Linked DNA regions of Gossypium hirsutum: regions 2 and 3 are each linked to region 1. Evidence: chromatin contacts called from public Hi-C data. All regions are on one chromosome and are shown on one strand. The core of a region is the stretch at or near the end of the contact, and the rest is flanking DNA. Distances in the headings are between cores, read along the strand shown. Region 1 holds the start of LOC107945736. Region 2 holds the start of LOC107945744 (probable sodium/metabolite cotransporter BASS4, chloroplastic). Region 3 overlaps LOC107945731.

What was found. A called contact is a pair of places that touch in the nucleus more often than the background predicts.
Region 2: a Hi-C map of leaf shows a contact between it and region 1, with 1.6 times the contacts expected there. The contact joins the promoter of LOC107945744 here to the promoter of LOC107945736 in region 1. A contact is called at or near these places in 6 of 34 Hi-C or Micro-C datasets (anther, leaf and petal).
Region 3: a Hi-C map of leaf shows a contact between it and region 1, with 3 times the contacts expected there. The contact joins the enhancer-like site here to the promoter of LOC107945736 in region 1. A contact is called at or near these places in 3 of 34 Hi-C or Micro-C datasets (hypocotyl and leaf).

What each region holds. Positions count from the first base shown.
Region 1 is chrD12:31,792,998-31,797,476 of Gossypium_hirsutum_v2.1, forward strand. LOC107945736 reads right to left here and starts at 2,236. Exons shown (of 3, transcript XM_016879841.2): 1 at 1,865-2,236; 2 at 1,348-1,420; 3 at 1-195. The coding sequence starts at 1,971. It overlaps LOC107945737 (protein GLUTELIN PRECURSOR ACCUMULATION 3), which reads right to left. Exons shown (of 15, transcript XR_005922082.1): 14 at 3,982-4,072; 15 at 3,278-3,545.
Region 2 is chrD12:32,209,793-32,214,271 of Gossypium_hirsutum_v2.1, forward strand. It overlaps LOC107945744 (probable sodium/metabolite cotransporter BASS4, chloroplastic), which reads left to right and starts at 2,439. Exons shown (of 14, transcript XM_016879850.2): 1 at 2,439-2,740; 2 at 2,828-2,909. The coding sequence starts at 2,579. It overlaps LOC107945743 (a long non-coding RNA gene), which reads right to left and starts at 1,211. Exons shown (of 7, transcript XR_005922121.1): 1 at 917-1,211; 2 at 68-183.
Region 3 is chrD12:31,510,379-31,514,857 of Gossypium_hirsutum_v2.1, forward strand. LOC107945731 reads left to right here. Exons shown (of 7, transcript XM_041107921.1): 4 at 68-269; 5 at 350-679; 6 at 768-1,453; 7 at 1,801-3,031. The coding sequence ends at 2,445. Among protein-coding and RNA genes, the nearest start is that of LOC107945731, 8.9 kb to the left of the region's middle. Within about 2 kb of position 2,698, at least 6 of the 9 cell types and tissues checked have an H3K27ac peak or open chromatin away from gene starts, as enhancers often do. A contact at or near this core is called in hypocotyl and leaf, where this site is marked.

The DNA.
Region 1 (4,479 bases), core at 986-3,485:
AAGTGTTGAATGTTGTGACTTTAGCTTCCAATGTCGTGACCTTGGTAACGGTCTGCTTGTCTTGTCGATGTTGCTCGAAAATCCTTCTAAGTGTGTATGTAGCGTCAATGTTGCGACTTTATGTTCTCCATGTCCCGACTTTCTAGGCAATCCACTAGCTCTTTTTCTATTTGGTTCAAGTCGTTTCTTGCCCCACTACATCAACTCGTTAAAACTTCATTAGGCTCAAGTTGGCCTAATTGGTCGATAAACATCATAAAAAGGCTTGTTTTATTTAATTACGTATAACTAATATATAATTCATAAAGCTACTAAAATGACATAAAAATGCTCGATTACAAGCTTTTTAAGTATCGAAAAGAACGTAATTTACCATATTAAATTATGGCAGATCAAATTCTCCCACACTTAAGTCTTTGCTTGTCCTCAAACAAACACATAAACCAACAAACAACAAGCAAAATATGACTACCTTTGAGCATGCTTAATGAAGAGATTTGATTAAAGATATAGACAAAAAGAATGACTCTTCTATCGTACAATTTCGGTATGATACTTAGAGAATTCACAACTTTTAAAAGTGATCGTTCAAAGAACTACAACATGAACAAGTTTAAAGGTGATCATATATATTCTCTATTTATCATACTAATCCATCAAAATTCATTGTACAGATATAACATTATAGCAGATGAACATAAAGCAATCATTTCTCATACAAATAACAAGACAATCATACAATATTTTATAAGCACAATTTTGAATATAAAATTTTATTGTTTTTTTTAACAAAAAAATTTATTGTATTATTGATTTGAAATAGATCATGAGAAACTTGTAATGTGACTAAATGAATCTAGAATGTTGTATACTTACTCTACTTTAATTTTCTAGCTATTATATATAGCTAATAGTTTTTAATAGACAACTCTTGATATCATGAATAGGGATGAGCAATCAGTCGAATCGAATCGAATGAAAAATTTTCGAGTTAATCGAGTTTTCGAATCTTATTTTATCATCCTAACTCGATTTGAAATTTTCTCGAATCAGATCGAGTTAGATGAAATTTGAATTGAATTGAATCGAATTAAATCGAATATATTTGTTCGAGTTAAATTAAAAAAATAATTTTTTTATTTTTAATGTATTTTTTAAAAAAATATTTTTCTTTAAAGTTTTTAAATATAATCATAAAATGAAAAATTGTTAGTGCACAAATAAAAGCAACATAACATTAGTTCAAGTAAACAACATGAGTCCAAGTGAACAACAACACAATAAGATTATAATAAAAAAATATAAGCAAAAGTCAAAAATACAAAAAAAAAAAAAAACTAAACCAACCCAAATTCTTGATTCTCCACACAATTGAGTCAGCCGAATTGAAACGATGTGTTGCTGGAAACATTGCATGTCTCTATCAATCAAACAAATAAATAAAACATTCCATATCTTACTGTTATATTCTGTTCCTAAGAAGAAAATCAAATGAGAACTTTCCATTGAAGTGTTGTTCTATTTTTCCAATTCCATTCAATTCAAACGCCAACTACGTAAACCATTTCCCTGTTTCAATATAACCAATTAACCATAGAATCGAGTGCTATGATTGCTTTTAAGATGGCATTTTATTAATAGTGTTTTAAATAGTAAATTAAAAAAAAACACTCATAACCCAAAAATATGCAGCAGCAGTAATATTTTAATTTAATCTCACAGTAATATATGCAACAACAACCGCTATATTTTTATATTAAAAAAATTAACTTATAACCTAAAATATGTAGCAGCAGTAATATTTTTTTCTCGATTACTTTAATCCCACAATCATATATACAGCAACAGTTATCTCGGGACAAACCTGGGAGATGCAAAAAAGTATAGGATAAGACTGAAGAGAACGGAGCGGCGCCGGCCAGAAGGAACACCACTTACGGAGCGAGCGGAGATTGTGAGGGATTTGCCCATCCTAAAAAAGTTCGATGAACTGATGAAGAAGAAGAATGGAGATAAGAGATTTTAATTTAGAAGGTTTGAATGAACAAATGAAGAAGAATAAGAAGATTGAAGGGTTTAATATAAAGATTTTTTAAGAAGCGGGGGATTTAATTTAGGAATTTTTGAAGGAGAAGCATGAATTTGGGGGTCTGAATGGATTAAGGGTTTGATTTGGGAAATTTTGAGAAAATTGTGGGGCTTGCCGACCGGGGGAATAGGGTAAAAGAATTGGGTTAATACAATATAAATTTAAAATTTAAAATAATATAAATTAATATTTGATTTATTTAAATTATACGAATTTGAAAAAAAAATTAACTGATTTAATTAATTTAATTTGAATAATTCGAAATTTGAATTTTTTTTTAGGATGAATTGAGTTGTGCTTACCGGTTCTACGATCGATTTAGTTGTATGCAATTTGCAGAGAAATAAATTGTTGATTCTTTATATTAATCAATAAATATTGTGCCCATTATGTATGAGTGAGCCACGTTCCAAATAGTAAACCATAATTAAGCAACTGTTTGAATTTTGAATCAGAGAAAAGTTAAACTGCCTTTTAGCTGTCAACCAATATAAGCAGGAAAACTTCCTTTAAGCAATGGGATAAAGAAAAAAATATTAAAAAAAAGAGAATAAATTTTGACTTCCTTGCTTATGACGTAAACCAATTTTAGAAAAAGAAAATAGAATATCAACTTCCTAACAGTCAACCGTCAAAATGCCTTTGAATAACATTTTGGCCGTTTGATATATATATGACATTCGGCCATTTGCAATGGCAATTCAATCATGAAGGAGAAAATAGTATTTGGCTATTCAATAACATTATTTTTTACATTCACATAAAAAGAATTATTTAGGTGTTGAACAATATTTATTATCATATGATCGTTAGTTTGTTAATTTTAAATTCAACATTTTATTAATTACGTTATAGATTATATATTACTCCATCATATTTACTAGTATTGATTTAGAAAATCAGGCTCCTAAAGAACTGTTTTCTAGAATTTACCATTTAAAAAGGGAAGACAGAATTTATTTTCTAATTGTCATTGACCAAATACTTCTGTAAAAAACAAAAAACAAATATCGAAAAATGTTTCTGGTTCCACACAATTCTTGTCTATTATGATTTTAAGATAGAATAGTAAACCCAATTAACAAGTATGCATCGCAATTTCTTTTCCTCTATCAATCATGTAAATATAAATAATATAATTTACGTCAGAATCTTAAACACAAACGAATCTAAAGCATGCACCATTCATATTTAAATGTGTTATTATTTTTATGGTTTAATAAAACATATCTTGTTCAAGTTAAAACTTGTCACATTAACATAAAATCGAAGTGATATCCACAGAAATGAAACTTGAAACCCTAATAACATTCATTTCTATTTTGTTTGCCTTATATCAAACTTATCTTTTTCACAAAACTTGTTCCTCAAATCCAGCTCTCGGGCCAGATGCGTTTTGCTCAGGTAGAATCTTTTTGTATTCAGCAAGCAGTTTCGGAACATCATTCATCCGTAGCTGAAAATACGAGAACACAGAAATCAGAAGAAATGAGGAGAGGTGATGCAGTAAATAAACGCAGGATAGAGGATGACAAACACACCACATATGAGAGAAGTTTAAAGTAATTCCCAATAACAAACAGTTATTACAGAAGTAAGCGACTGAGCATTTTATTACGACCCATGTTCAAGGCTAGGCTAATGTTTAGACGATAAAATGTAATATAATGCTTTTGATCCATCAACCATTCACATACTTTAAACCATGCCTCTGATAATTTCAAAATTTTCAAGACTAATCATTGCATGTACTATGATAAACTCTATGCAGGCAAATAATGTCCTTATTTTACTAGCTAAGGATCGTTAACAAACACAATTTTCATTTCCCTTATTGTGGGCAGTCATAAACAAGAACTAATATACTGGATGTGCATCTATGTAAATCATACCTGAGAAACATTTTTCAAGTGATAAAACTTGTAAGCTTCTTTTCCCGATAACCATGAATCAATAGACTGAAAATCAGATCCACTATTTGCTCTGCCATTTGACAATCAAAAATCACCAAAAACTTGAAAAAAGTGGAAAAATGAAAAACCAAAGCAAAAATTTCATCACATTTGCCCCATCATTAAATTGCCCCACAACATAAAATGATTTACCCGCTTTAACCGAGTTATTGCCCTAATTACAGCAATCACTACCAGATTGGCTCACATTGAAGATATTTCAAACTAATACCTCTTATTCAAATTTGTTAAACATCCAAAAGATTCAATACAGTTTCTAAGTTTAATCTTAACTATTTGAGATTTTCATACAAAAATTTTGTAGATTAGCTAAAATTTTGGAAAAAAAAAATGTTTCTGTGAAATAATTTAACATGTTCAAAAAAATTTTGAATTCCATGTTAAACATGTGTGGGTGTTAGGGGTTAGCATTAATTG
Region 2 (4,479 bases), core at 1,189-3,688, 420 kb after region 1:
ACAATATTAGTAGAGAACAAAAAAAGCAAATAATAAATAATAAAGGAAGGAAAGATCAACTACATACTTCCCACCAACAATGAGTAAATGAGGTCTAGTAGAACTGATATCACATGATTTCAAGGCCAGAGTAAGTTTAGGAGGATCAGCTAGTGACCTCTTTGCCCCATAACGTAAGTCAAGCTGCCAAGAAAAGGAGGAAAATTTAAATGATTTACAATTCTATAGAGATATAGACATTTAAAGAGGAACTCAGAAAATGGATGTTATCTATTTGTTAATCTGACTTGCTGTGACAATTGTACAATGTCAAACACCAATATTCCACTTCTTTTGGTGCCAAAGGGAGTAAACAATTATTGCAATCCCCAGAAAATTCATGATGAGATTCACTATTTTCGTGGAGTAGTGCAAGCAACACCTGCAGCACCTTGTCATGGCAGTGGTGATTGGAGATGAATAAGCTTAACTTATGGAAACTGTTGTGGATTTGCATTTAAATGTGAGACAAAAATGATTCAGAATATGGTAGTGACCGCCATTTGGGTGGTTTTAGGCAAAGCTGAGCATAAAGGTAAAGAGCATGTGTTTAATGCGGTAAGGCACAAGCAGTAATGCAAACTTCGTAAGGTAGTAAAGCAAAGCAGTAATCCAGAATTTTCCCTGAAAATTCTAATCGAAAGCAATAAGCCAGAAATTTCCCTGATTCTAATCGAAAGCAGTAAAGCAAAAGAAGTAATGCAGTAAGGCACAAGCAGTAAAGCAAAAGAAGCAGTAAAGCAAAGCAGTAAGCCAAAATTTTCCCTAATTAATTTTCAAAGTAATTAGTCAATTAATTTCTGTAAAATTCCTGTAAAAATCAAACAATCAGAACCTGAGAAAATAATTAAAGAGAAGAAGAAGAAAAGAAACTCACCGGCGAAAGAGGAACAAAGGACCTGAACAAAGAACTTTGAAAGTGAAAATGTGAAAAAAATGGGTATAGAGCTCCAAAGAACCAGAGAAAAGAAACTTTTTTTGGGGAGAAGACAGGTTAAAATGGCAGCCAAACGAACTTTTGGCTGAAGAAAAGTTGAAATTTTTAACTTCTTCATCAGCCAAAAAGCACTTTTTAGATGGTGAAAATAGTTCTGAAAGGATGTCCGTTCTTCTTTGCTTTTAAGAGAAAAATTTTTTTTATTGCAAAAGTTCGTCTGAAAAGCAGAGGAGAACAGCGCCTTACTCTTTTGAAAAATTTAAGTAATTTTTTGAAAAATAACCCATCAATAGATAATTTTATTTTTATATAAAAATTAACTTAAATCAACTTTAATATTATTACATTGATAATAAATTTTATTTTTATTTTTAAAAATATGTAAAATATTAATATAAAATATTATATTTTTAATATTATTAAGCATACATATTTATTATTTATATTTATTCATATAATAAATTATATTAATTATATTAATATAATTTATTATTTTTAATAAATTATTTAATATTTAAATTTTATTTTAATAGTAAATTTTAAAAAATAATAATTTTAAATAATATTATTCACATATTATTGAAAATATCAATATTAATATTTTAATACTAAATATTTATTACAATTATAAATATATTAATAATAAATATTTTGTAGTATAAATGTTAAAATATCTCATAAGTCTATATACTCTTTACAAATTTGCAATTTAGTTTCTGTACTTTTGTTTTCAAGAATTTAGTCCCTCTACTTTTCAGATTTGAGAATCAAGTTCAATTGCTGACATTGTTGATTTTTTTTGTCAATTTTGTTAAAGTCACATTTTTAAATAAAAAATACTCAGTTGGTAGTCATGTAACTAAAAAATAATCGTTGCAATGAACCTAAATTTAACAAAATATTGTTAATATATGTAAAAACAATGTAAAATATAAAATTATAGATATAAAATAAACTCAATTAAACAATAAAAAAATAAAAAAAATCTCAAATGTATGTTTGTTTAATTGAAAACGACTTTATGAAATATTTTTAAAGAACCTGTCAAACAAAAGAAAATATTTTACACAGATTCATCCAAACACCAGAAAATATTAGTTTTCCAAAAAAGTATGTCATTTTCCAGAAATTATTTTTCGGAAGCCATTTTCAGTGAAACAAATGCCTCAACCAAATACAATAATCCTATTACAGTTCTATTCTATTCCATTCAACGAAACAACTAAATTATTAATTACAGTTCTATTTCATTACAACTCTATTACATTACAGTTTTATTCTATTACAGTCCCATTCTATTCCCCAACCAATCCTTACATATCTTTTAAAAATACTTTTCAACCGCATGAAACATTGAATCATCTAAATTTGAATCCTTTAAAGGCCATATCAAGTTTTTGATCAAATGTTGACCAATTTGATTTAAATAAAAAGTTGAACGGTTTGTTTGCTAGGAAAAGGTCCAAAATGATAAATATTGTAAACGGTGAGGGTGAGAAATGCAGTTATGACATATTTATTTTCAGATAAATTACTGTTGTCCACTGGACACTGGATTGGAGAGTTCAGGACCATCATTTCTCGATATTGTTTGAGAGGTCTATGGCGGGAACCATCCAATCCCTAATTTTGACGCCTCCGTCCATCGTCACCAGCCCGTTTCCTTGCCGGAAAACTTGCTGTCTCTTCAGCCGTTCCCTCAGAATCAATCCTCCTCGCCGTTCCATTTCAACACTTATCATTTCCCGTAAACCGTCCGATGAGGTTCCCTTAGAAATTAAGCTTCTAATTTCACTTTTTTTTTTGACGTTTTAACCTTTTGCAGCTTACGAAATTTGAATTGAATCGCAGATACATGGTTCAGATTTGGCTAATGGATTAAATTGGACAAAACCTTTAATGAATTTTGCCTCCAATAATTTTCTTCCCCTAGGTAATGAAATTTCTATTCATTGGCAATGATAGTGCTTTGATTTTTCTTTAAACTATCCTTGTAGTTTCATTTGTCATTTTTTTTTATCTTGTATTTTTGTTTTTTATAAGGTCAAAATGTTTCTTTTAGGTGAAGAACGCAGTGGGGAGATTGTTGATTTTCTAATTTAAGTTTCTTATGGTGTGTTTATTTTGAATGGATTTTAGTTAATGTTCTGTTAGTGTTTAGGACTGAATCCATTCTTCTCACTCTTTGAGAAAAATGAGAATGGGTCATTTGAAATGCATTTAGGGTTAACCCTAAATGATGAAACTTTTGAGTAGAAAACCTGAACTTATTTTAGTTGATTTTCAGTATGACTTACTTTCTAAGAAGCACATCTCTGTATGCAAAAAGGGGAAAAAAAGATATCCTTTAAAGTGAAACATCAAGTATCCGAATAAAGCTCTGCTTTTGTGCTAATATATTTCCTCTCAAAATAAAGCAGAACATGTTCTTCTTTGGTGGGACATTTAACTAAAATGAAACTAAAATAATTAGACTCATGAGGCAAAAATTCTGCCAACAAAACTACATGCATCTGCATGTTACAATAGACCCTTTAAATTAGAAGAAAAAGGACTTGTTTTTTTCCTATGTAACCCTTAATCAATTTGTAACTAGAAATGACAATGATTGTTTCCTAACCAACCTCTAGATAACTTGATGTGTCTCCACCATTATGGGTTTATTCACGAATGAAAAATAGAACACTTGATAGAAATGATGATTTGTACCTGTTCAGCTTTATTTGTTTGTTTGGGCCTCAAGATGCATTAGTTCAGTTAGGCTCATATATTTAGGATGACTAGGGGAGTGAGCTAGTTAAGTAACTGGGTGACTGATGCGATGGTGGTGGGAATGTGCTCCATCGTTCTCTCTTTTCCTAGCTTTCAATTAGAATAGTACTTGGTATATATAGACTAGTAGCTTTTCTTTTTCGGCATTTGATAATTGGGTATTGTAACTTAGTCCTTGAATAGGATTGTTTATTGCACTAAAGTGTTCACTTTTTTTTTTTGTATAATTCCTTTCCACTATTTTCCTCCCACTTCCTGTCATAACTCACACTTGGAAACGTGGATAGTTTAGATATAAAATTGAAAACACCACACTAGAGAGTTGAGATGTAGATAATTTCCAAAGTTACAAAGGTGAAACTCTCAACATTAAGGTTTTCCTTTGTATGGAGGATGGAAAAAAGTGAAGATGGAATTTTTTTCAATCTAATAGGTAACCTATAAGTAAGAAAGTATTTATGATTCTTAATTATTTGATTAATAAATTTTCCATCATCACTCTTTTCCATCATTCATTTCGAAGCAAAGTCTAAAAGAAAAATCCTCACGGTTTAAATTTCATTATAAAAAGTTTGAGTACAAATACCTGGGCCCCCTTGGGTTTATATAGATCTCTAAAGGGTGAAAAGTAAAGGCCTCTAACTAAACTCAACTAAGGAAAATTCAAAATATTTAATTCTTGAATTTAAACTATACTAAGTAAAATAAAAAATTTGAGGATTAAAAGGAAT
Region 3 (4,479 bases), core at 1,448-3,947, 280 kb before region 1:
TCATTCTTCTAATATGATTGGACCATAAATCTGTGGAAGTCTGAAACCGATTTGGTTGAATCTATAGGTGATGACATTGACACAGACCCAACTTGATGATGCTATGAAGCCTGTTCAGTTCGATACTTGTGCTCCCGTTGGAGATCGCAATAGCTCGGTTACCGACCCCAGCATGCCGCCACCATCATCCATACTATTGAAGGACGAGTCATTTTCTAATGCTACAAGTCCAATAAATTCTTTGCTAGCCGGGGAGAAAATACAATTTGGTTGGTGTATCTACTGATGTTATATAGACTCATAGAATTATTGTTGCCCTGTATCTGAAGGATATCATCACTTTATACAGGAGCAGTTACATCTCCTACAGTTATTCTTCCTAGCAGCCGTGCTGTTTCACATGGGATCGGCCTCCCAGGTTCATCTCGATCAGAAATTCAAATACCTTGCAATCTTTCTGCAGCCGAGAAAGATTGCGCCCTTTTCTTCGAAAAAGAGGAACATGCAAGTGAATCTTGTGTCCATATGGAAGACTGTGAAGCTGAAGCAGCTGCTTCAGCTGTTGCTGTTGCTGCCATATCTAGTGATGAGATTGTAGGGAATGGAATGAGTACTTGCATCGTGTCAGCTTCAGATAATAAAGGTTTTGGAGGTGTAGACATTGATGTTATTAATACAGGTAAGATCTGCCATCACTGTAGGAGTCATGTGTGTTTTTGCTTGTGTGGATGTTAACCCGTATTGCCTTTTTGTCATCTGTCTTGCAGGTGATGGTGGTCAGCAGTTAGCAAGTCAATCAAAGGCTGAAGAGTCTCTCAGTGTTTCTCTTCCTGCAGATCTTTCTGTTGAGAACCCACCAATTTCTTTATGGCCTCCATTAGCCAGTCCACAGAGTTCTTCAAGCCAGATGATTTCTCATTTTCCTGGAGGCCCTCCTTCGCACTTCCCCTTCTATGACATTCCCATGATGGGGGGTCCAGTTTTTGCCTTAGGACCTCATGAGGAATCTTCATCTACCCAATCGCAGTCCCAGAAGAATAGCACACCTGCTTCAGGTCCCTTAGGGACCTGGCAACAATGCCATTCCAGAGTAGATTCATTCTATGGTCCTCCAACAGGATTCACCGGCCATTTTATCACCCCACCTGGAGGTATCCCTGGGGTTCAAGGTCCACCACATATGGTTGTGTACAACCATTTTGCTCCAGTTGGGCAGTTTGGACTAAGTTTCATGGGTACAACCTACATCCCATCTGGAAAACAACCTGACTGGAAGCACAACCCCCCTTCCTCTGCAATTGGTGAAGGTGATGTGAACAATTTGAATATGACAGCATCACAGGGGAATTCTAGCAACATACCTGCTCAAATCCAGCATCTTCCCCCTGGCCCTGTGTCACCTCTTCTGCCCGTTGCATCCCCGCTCGCTATGTTTGATGTTTCTCCTTTCCAGGTAAAACTCTGAGCAAATCTAAAGCTATTAAATTTCCAGCATCTATAATAACCAGGGTGGTCTTTTCTATTTTCTGTTTTGGAGTGGTTATCCTTCTCTACCAAATAAATTTGTTTACTGGAAAGTGAGTGGTCTAAATGGATGTTATTAGATGTAGTTGTCAATGTTATTGCTGGGTTTGATGAGTAGGTGCACTTTTAATGCTTGATTTTGTTTTTTTTTTTGGGGCGGGGGGTACTGTTGACAATTTTGCCATCACCCGCATGCACTCTTTTGTATCTCCCTTTTTCCCTTTCCTGTTTTCCTTCTGATCTGACTAATGCATATCTTGAAACTTTTTCTTTCAGTCGACCCCCGACATGTCTGTCCAAGCTCGTTGGTCTCATGTTCCGGCTTCACCTATGCAGTCTGTTGCACCTTCAATGCCATTGCAGCAACAGGCAGAAGGTGTACTACATTCTCAGTTCAGCCATGGGCCTCCTGTTGACCAGTCATTGAGTAGCAATAGGTTCTCAGACTCCCGAACATCAGCATCCTCTGACAGCTCTAGGAAATTTCCTGTGGCAACAGATGCAACCATAACCCAGTTGCCCGATGAACTAGGGTTGGTGGAACCATCTAGCTCCACCATCCCTGCTGCTTCTGCACAACATGATACTAAAAGCCCGTCCCTTACTAAAGTTGCTGATGCTGGCAAGAATGATGGCATTAGAAGTAGTAGGCAGAGCACAAATACTGCTCTTAAGGCTGTTCAGTCTTCTTCCCAGCAGAAGAATATAGCTTCTCCTCAGCATTATGGTAACTCTTCCTGGTATAATCATCAGAGAGGAAATGCGGTCTCACAAAAGAATGGAGCGGGTGAATGGACCCAACGTAGAACAGGTTTCCAAGGAAGGAACCAATCCATGGGTGGAGACAAGAACTTCCCCACTTCAAAGATGAAGCAGATTTATGTGGCTAAACAAACCAATAATGGTTCGTCATCTTCGTGATGATAGGAAAATAAAGCTTCTCAGACCCGATAGCCAAGCATTTCCTTAACCATACAGTATTTTTTTGTGGTAGCATCGCTTGGATTAGTATGGGAATGGAACTTTATATCCGCTGGTATTTTTGATTGAAGTTTGCTGCAATAGTGGTGGTGAATAGCAGTTTTGTCATTGGTTTTTGAGTTGTCCATGTATGAAGAGATGGGTGTATTTGGGGGTAGAAGACGCGATGTAGTGTTTAGTTTGAAGGAGCTGGTGGTGGTTGTGGGCTCACTCGTTGCCTTTGCCCATCACTATCGTGTCCCACTTTGGTAAGACGCATAAAGTCTTGGGGTTTGATCATCATTTATTAAAAGCTCTCTAGACATGACGCATCCACCTAATTTTTTTCCCCATCCAGTAATGAATTATATGGGCTTTGGGTTTCCCTAATATTTAGTTTGGATGGTAAATTTACTGTTAAATGCTTCTCATATAATCTCTAATAATACAATTTATTACCAAATTTGTAATATTCATCTAATTATGCAATTACACATTTTTAGAAACATTATATAACATTATCTAGGTGTAGTGATTGTTCACCGTATCTTTTAATCATGTTCTTATAGTTGGAGGTTCGATTTTTATTCGGGAAATTGTTTTTTCTTTTTTTGGGTCATGGTGACAAACAAAATAAAAACTCTTTATTACACAAGTTGTTACAGTTTTTGTAATACTATGTAATTACATTATTCAATTATACAACATTCAATTACATATTACACATTATTCATTATACTAGTAATATTTTCTGTAACACTAATTACAAAAACATTACCTAATTGTACATGCTATTACAGCTTGTATAGTACTTTACGTAACATTAAAACTTATGAAAAAGTTCATTCTAAGGAATTTTCCTTCTAAGTTTTTGCCAATAGCCAAAAAAAGCAGTGGTCAAGCCTTTTCTTTTTATCGTCTGTAAATCAAAATGGGCTGTTTAGGAGTGCCCTTCACTTCTACACATGAATTTATAAATTTGCTTTAAAAGAAAATCGTCATAAATTTGGTTTTCCTATTGATGTTTCTCAGTGTAGATTGATTTTTTATGTGATTAAATTTTCCGCTTAACTTCGATTCCGAATGATTTCAATACAAAATTTAGTAATTTTTTTGTTCTTTCAGTTTGTTTTTCTACATAATCTATAGTAATAATCGACTTTATAAAACCATTAGAAGTTAAGAAATTTACATAGAATTTTATATTATGAAAGAAAGACTTCAAAAATAAATCCCTAAAAGATCTGGTTTTATTTATAAAATACTGTTAATATTTAGTTTTTTATTCATAAATTTATATTTTTATCATTTTATTAAACTTTGTCTCAAAATATTCTAAAACTTTCAATTATAAACCAAAATATGTATAACAAAGTTGCACAACGCCTAGTTGCAAACAGTACATCTGACAAAGTTAATAAAATTAAATAGTGAAGCTTTAGAATCAAGAACACTCATATTTCACCATTACATTCATAATCCAATAAATTAGTTTCAATTTTTTTTATATTTAGAATTTAATCTCTTTATTTTTATTTTAAAGAATTTAATCTCATCACTTTTAAAATTTAAAAATATAAATCCAATTGCTAGTATCGTTATTTTTTTTATTAAATTCATCTTCGTTACAAACATTAATTTCTTTTTGAATATTTATAGGTCAAAATTAAAGGCTTTGAAATGATAGCTCCAATGCAAGTAGCCCTCCCAAGAGGAAGAACCCCTTTTAAACTTAAATATATGATACTCAATGCGTTTGTACAGCTCATGGCCCTTGAATTTACAGTGATTCAATTGAACCAGAAATGGTTTTGCTATTATAAATCTTTCAACGAAAATGTGCATCATCTTGTATAGTCTTCTTATGATGAAATTATTGGCTAACTTTATATCGATGGGAGGGTGGCATGAGTATGAAGAATAAAGTTGAATAAATTTGAACAAAGAAAAGATCTTCTAAAGATATAAAAGATTCTGATAACAATAGCGACAAAA